Regions from separate parts of the Mus musculus genome. Here region 2 is linked to region 1. The links are chromatin contacts, called in public Micro-C maps. All regions are on one chromosome and are shown on one strand. The core of a region is the stretch at or near the end of the contact, and the rest is flanking DNA. Distances in the headings are between cores, read along the strand shown.

Region 1 (2,953 bases), core at 394-2,893:
AGCAGCCCCATATCCGCACACCTGAGGTTAAAATGAAACCACATTCTTATATGTCAGTGTTTTTAAGAAACCAAATTCCAGAATTCACACTTACACCGCCCCCTTGGGAGCCCCTAGTTCCAGAATGAGTCTCTGTTGTTCCTCTCTGCTGCTCTTCTCACTCTGGCATCCCAATCTCCACCCTCACTGATGTCCAGGAGACGTTACCTCCCAGAGATCTCAGGTTATCTTGCACACAGCTGTCAGTGCTCTGTAACTAAGGTTTGCTTCTGGCTGCCTCTAATGTGTCTTTAACTCTCAGATTCAGTAATTTAATTCATCTCCTGCCGTCATTTTCTCAGCTCTGCTGGGGTCCTTTGAATTTCAGTTTCTTTCACTGTATCATTTCCAGCATTTTAGAGTTCTGGTTTGCTTTCATCTGTGAAGCACAGAACTGATGTGACAGTTTCCTTTTACTTCCGGTAGCAAATCTGTTCGTTGATGAAGCCCTTCCTCTGCTCATGTTCACTGTCTGTTTTTACGGCTCATGGCTTCCGAATCCTCCCTGACCTGGGACGCCCTGGCATCCATGAACTTTCCGTGGGTCTCCATGGTTTTAGCTGCCTCTGCTGAACTTTCACTTGAGTCTAAGACAAAACTCAAAGCCAGGGACAGAGAGCTGAGGGCCAAGGAGTCACATGGTGCTGAACTGTCTCAGCTACTCATGGTTTCTCCTTGTAGGTGGGAAACAGCTGCTCCAGATGTTCAGGGTCACTCTTGGCCTCTGCCCTTGCTCTTTTGCCTGTGGTGTCTGGCATGACACCGTGGAGAAACTAGATTTGGACAGCTCTGCTTGCTTGTTATTGGACAGCATAGCCAAACCATTGCTGAAGGCAGGTGGGCCATGTGATGAGAAGGGGGCTCCTCCAAGTGGGTCCGTACCCCCTGCCGCAGCCCAGCGTCTTTCTTCCTGAGCAGCACCCTGCTGTGGCCCAGCCTGTCCTCTGGTGCCTAGCTGCACATGGTAGGCTATGTGGTCAGTGACTGCCCCCAGCCCCAGTACACTCTCCCTCCCCACAGCACAGTGCCCCCTGCTCAGGAAGCAGGGCTGTGAGTCAGCCTTCAATCTGGTTTCCTTGGCATCGTACCTCTCTGAAATTCCTCAAAATTGCTGGCATGTTGATGCTTCTCGCTCCTCTTTTTCCAACACTGAAGCAGATTCTCCTATTTTTGTAACTACCTTGCAGGGTCCTTTCTGTCACTTGCAGAAGGGGGTAGCTTAGGTGGGAGGTGGACATCTGTGCTCAGCTATCCTGTCTTCCATCGTTAAAACGGCCTCTCGCTTTGCACAGTGGTGTTCAGGCAGATGAGACGTCTTAGGCGACTCCTGTTCCGTGGCCCTCTTTTAATGTCTTGCCCTATGCTGGCCCTCATCACATCATCTGGCTTTATAATTTAGCCTTTTGTTTTGTTTTGTTTTGTTGTTGTTTTTCTGGGCATGTCCCCTCTCCCTCTCAAATCCCAAGTTAGCATCCCCTCTGAGGAGTGATTCTTCCGCCAAACATGGCTGCCAGGCTCTGGCAACCTGATCCATATCCAGGCCTCCAGTGATATTGATGGAGCTTCCCACATCCTCCCTGCCCTGCCAAGGTCACGACCTTCGTGTGGAAACAGCAGAAGCTGCTCCCGGCCTCCTGGTCCCCATGTGTCCCTCTCAGCAGCAGTGTGTTTCACTGGAGAGCCGTTTCGGATCCTTCTGGCATATCCTGGCCTTGCTTGTGAATCAGCAGTAAGGCAGCAGGCGGTGGAGGGGTGGGGTGCAGAGGCGCCCCAGGTTGGCTTGGCGGCCTGCCCCAGAACCCAGCATATCACACAATTTGCTGTGCCCAGCCTGTGAACAGCTGCCTCTGGCCCTCTCTGGGGAGTTACCAAGCTGCCACAGCTGCTCCTTCCCGGGAGTAGTGAAAAGATCTCTCCCACCAGAGGCTTCTGCGCATCCCTTTGGGGTTTCACAGGGTGCAGGTTAGCTTGTTCCTGCAGAGAGACCACACCTCTTGGGTTTAGGTCAATGGCATTACTGTGGCTTGCCCTGCAGTAACTGAACCCGAAGTTATCTGTCTTATCCTCTCTTTGATCATATCCCTGATAGTGACCACTGCCCCTCACACCTGGCGCGAATGATCTTACTTTTAAATTTACAACCCACCTGGGGTAAGCCGTGGAGGTACCTTTTTTTTTTTTTAAAGAAGAATTCTCTTGTTCACCTGGAGTGGCCAGGACAGAGGGCTACAACAAGTAGAACCATGGGACTCCAGGTCTGTGTGGTTCCCTCTCCCTCACAGCCTGCAGTGAGCACAGAACCACGGGCTCTAGGGCAGGCTCTGCCAGCCATGACTGGCATCTGCGAGTCCAGCTCCTGGTCTAGAAAAAGTGATTAGCACACAGCCGCACTCACTGCTTCTTGTGTTGCCTACGGCTTCTCTTGTAATACAACAGCAGAACTTAGTTGGGACAGAGCCCAGAAGGCCTGTGAAAACTAAATATTTATGCTCTGGCCCCTTGCAGAGGAACCTGGCTTTCTCTTGCTATTGTGGACCATAGGAAGAAATCAGACTAAAGTTAGGTCCTGAGTTCAGTGTTTTCTAGCTGTGTGATCTTGGGTGGCTGTCTTGACCTCTCTGTGTCTTATTATACTTACCCACACATTGCTTATAACTATGCCTTTAAGTCTACACCAGTGGCCTGAAGTAATGTCCTGGCATGAGTGAGGGACTAGAGGGATGGGGGCACTAAAGGCACTGGTCCTAAACACCCTCAGGTCCTAAAGCTGCCCATATTTCTAGGACATCTTATGGCTGCTTGCCACCTGGGCTTCCCCTGTGGCACGCCTGTGCAGTTCATCAGTCTGCAGGGAGAGTTCATTAGGTTGAGTCTGTGACCGGGAACCCCACCGCCATTTCCTTTTCCATCTATC
Region 2 (2,784 bases), core at 234-2,733, 140 kb before region 1:
TAGTAGCATGCTCACCTCAAGGAGGAACTGAATTACAACACCACAGACATTTCAATTGCGGGCCATAAAGAGCTTGTCAAGCGCTAATTGCAGCCTTGCAGAGCTGCGCATTACAAACCTCGTGATTATGCCAGCTGCTGCCTGCCTGGCGGAGGGAGCCATGCACTGTGCAGGAAAGGTGTGCCTGGTTGGCGTGCACAGGTTCCATTTGTTTATTCGGAGATCAGACCTGGGCTCTAAGTAGGTGTGTGGAGTGGAAGGCGATGTGAGAGAGCTGTGGTTGGAGGTGCCCCTGGGAGGGTAGCAGGTGTTCTGACTGGAAACAGGTTGTCCACAGCAGTTTAGTCAAAAGCAGTGTGATCAAGGTAAGAACGAGATGCCAAGGGACGAGCTGTCAAAAAATGATAACAAAAAAGAGTGGTCTCTATCAGTAGGTCCTCATGCATTGCTAATGTCACTACACTGCTGATTTAAGAGATCTTCTTCATCTACCCCACTGTGTGCCGGCAAATGTTGTAAGCAGCGAGGAGTCCAAGGTGGGCTTGTGGGAATAAGACAAAGAACCTTTCCACAGAGAGTGTTTGTGGTGGTCAAGAGACAATCGACGCACAAATTAACATCATCTTAACCTAGATAGAGCTAACCAGAAAGTGCTAGGTTTTCCTGGGTTTTGGACTATTTACTTACATGTAATGAGATAACTTGTGAGGGACCCAAGTCTAAACGTGAATTCCATGTGTGCTTTCTACATCCTTTATACACATATGCTAAGGATAATTTTATACAACATTTTAGGCAATTTTGTTCATGGAACCAAGTTTTGAATGGCAAACCATTGGGAAACAAAGTGGTGTCTGTCTCGATCACTGTTGGAGCATCCATGGCTGTGTGGCGTTGCCCTAACTCCAGGTTCTGAATTCTCTGGTTTTGGTGTGTTCGAGATTTGGGATGTTTGGATTAGGGAAGCTCAAACTGTACCAGAACCAGCAGTAAAGGAGTGTCAGGAGTGTGTGGTCATGGTGTGGGGTGGAATCTTCCCTCTAGAAGGCTGCAGTGCTCTCTGAGATGGTGCTGGAGGGAGGCTGGCTAGAGGAAATGAGAGCTTTGCTGGGGCTCAGGACAAAGGAAGGCTGCGGGGCTGAGGAGAGCAGGGCCAAGTCAGAGAGTGGGTAGGGTCCTCAGGACTATATGGTAGAGGGCATTGGAGGAGTTGGAGCAGGGAGGGGATGTGATGCGCCTGTGTCGCAGGGCCACTTTTCAGTATGTTTTAGAGAGTTTTGGTATATATATATATTTGATACCAAAAGAGATTGAGATTATAGCCAACCACCATTAGACAAAACCACCAACACAGAAAAAATGTTGAAACATTAGCAACCTGTTTAAGTCCCTGTAAGACCCAGGGAGCCAGTCTAAGAGGCCCTCCAGCTGTTAAAAGCACAAGGCCAATGAGCAAGGTGATTTGTCTTCCACAGCTGTTGTCTGGGTCAAGACTGCAGCTGCTGGGGCTGGCCAGCACACTCTTCTCTGGTAAAGAGCCTGGGTCTGGCCCAACAGAAGCAGGCATGAGGCCAGCTGATCTGAAGCTACCACAGATGGGGGACTTGAGTAATCTGCACACTGAGAACAGATAGAGCTCTACTCCTCTTGGTCACATGGGAAGCCCATTCCCTTAGAGATGGATGTCTGATGGTTTATAGGTTTCTAAGGCAGGGTATGGCAGTACTGGGGACATATGCAGTGTGAATGGCTGTCTCTAAGACCACTCTGTCAATCTGGAACTCTTTCCCTATGTCAGAAGGGAAGGTGTTTTCCCCGAGTGCCCAGCCACCTCTGTACCCTGTATTCATCCTGTCAGAGTGTGAACATTTGTGTCTAAACACAACTGTCTAGATAAGTTTGGTCTTGTGTCCCTGTGGCTGTGTGTATGTTTATGTGTGTGCATGCACATGTGTGTACATGTGGAGGCCAGAGATCATTGCTCTGCATCTTATTGCTTTGAGACATCGTCTCTTACTGAATCTGGAGATCACAGATTTGGCTAGGTTGGTTGGTCATCAAAGGCTCGTCTTGTCACCCCACTCGGTGAAAGGATCGCAAGTGCATAGCTTTAGGTTCAACTGGAGACTAAAGTTAGGTCTTCATGGTTGTACAGTGAGCATATCAATGACTTAGAAATCTCCCCAACCCTTCTGTGGAACTTCTGTCAATAGTGTGTTTACACTACAATTAAGCTGTCATGGTGGCTGCTATGATTGTGACTGAACTAAATGTATTAAAACTGTATTTCTTGGTGGAGACTGTAGAGATCCCTGGCGTTCAATGGACATCCAGTCCAGTCTGATCAGATAGACCTCTAAGTCCCAGTGAGAGACCCTGTCTCAGAAAGGCAAGGTGGAGGACTCCAGTGGAAAAACACATCATTGACCTCTGGCCTACAAATGTGAATGCACATGTATGTGAACTCACATGACCCCCCTACACACACACACACACACACACACACACACACACACATACACACCACAAATATATTTATTCTCTCAGATAATGACCTAGCTGATCCTGGCTAATGAGCCATCTCTCCTCCACAAAGTCTTTCAAGGATCCAAGTTCCTCAGCCCCTGTGTCATATAGTTTGCCCTCATAGGCGTGATCACAATAGTGTCTCTGTCACATCTGTATGTTTATCTACCAGAAATGGAAGAGGGGAGAATAAAGTGCAGAAGTTGAGAGCAAGCTGCTTGTGTTAAAGCTGAAGCTGGCACAGGAATGGTTTACACT

The links. A called contact is a pair of places that touch in the nucleus more often than the background predicts.
Region 2: a Micro-C map of muscle stem cells shows a contact between it and region 1, with 2.6 times the contacts expected there. The contact joins two enhancer-like sites. A contact is called at or near these places in 3 of 484 Hi-C or Micro-C datasets (ECoMG-derived neutrophils, bone marrow-derived macrophages and muscle stem cells) and 1 of 115 datasets of contacts at active chromatin or transcription factors (embryonic basal ganglia).

The regions. Positions count from the first base shown.
Region 1 is chr4:46,826,476-46,829,428 of GRCm38.p6, reverse strand. All of the region lies in intron 3 of Gabbr2 (gamma-aminobutyric acid (GABA) B receptor, 2), which reads left to right. Among named protein-coding and RNA genes, the nearest start is that of Gm32208, 22 kb to the left of the region's middle. Within about 2 kb of position 1,643, at least 42 of the 459 cell types and tissues checked have an H3K27ac peak or open chromatin away from gene starts, as enhancers often do. A contact at or near this core is called in muscle stem cells, where this site is marked.
Region 2 is chr4:46,965,515-46,968,298 of GRCm38.p6, reverse strand. The region is part of intron 1 of Gabbr2 (gamma-aminobutyric acid (GABA) B receptor, 2); the gene reads left to right. Among named protein-coding and RNA genes, the nearest start is that of Gabbr2, 25 kb to the left of the region's middle. Within about 2 kb of position 1,483, at least 1 of the 459 cell types and tissues checked has an H3K27ac peak or open chromatin away from gene starts, as enhancers often do. A contact at or near this core is called in muscle stem cells, where this site is marked.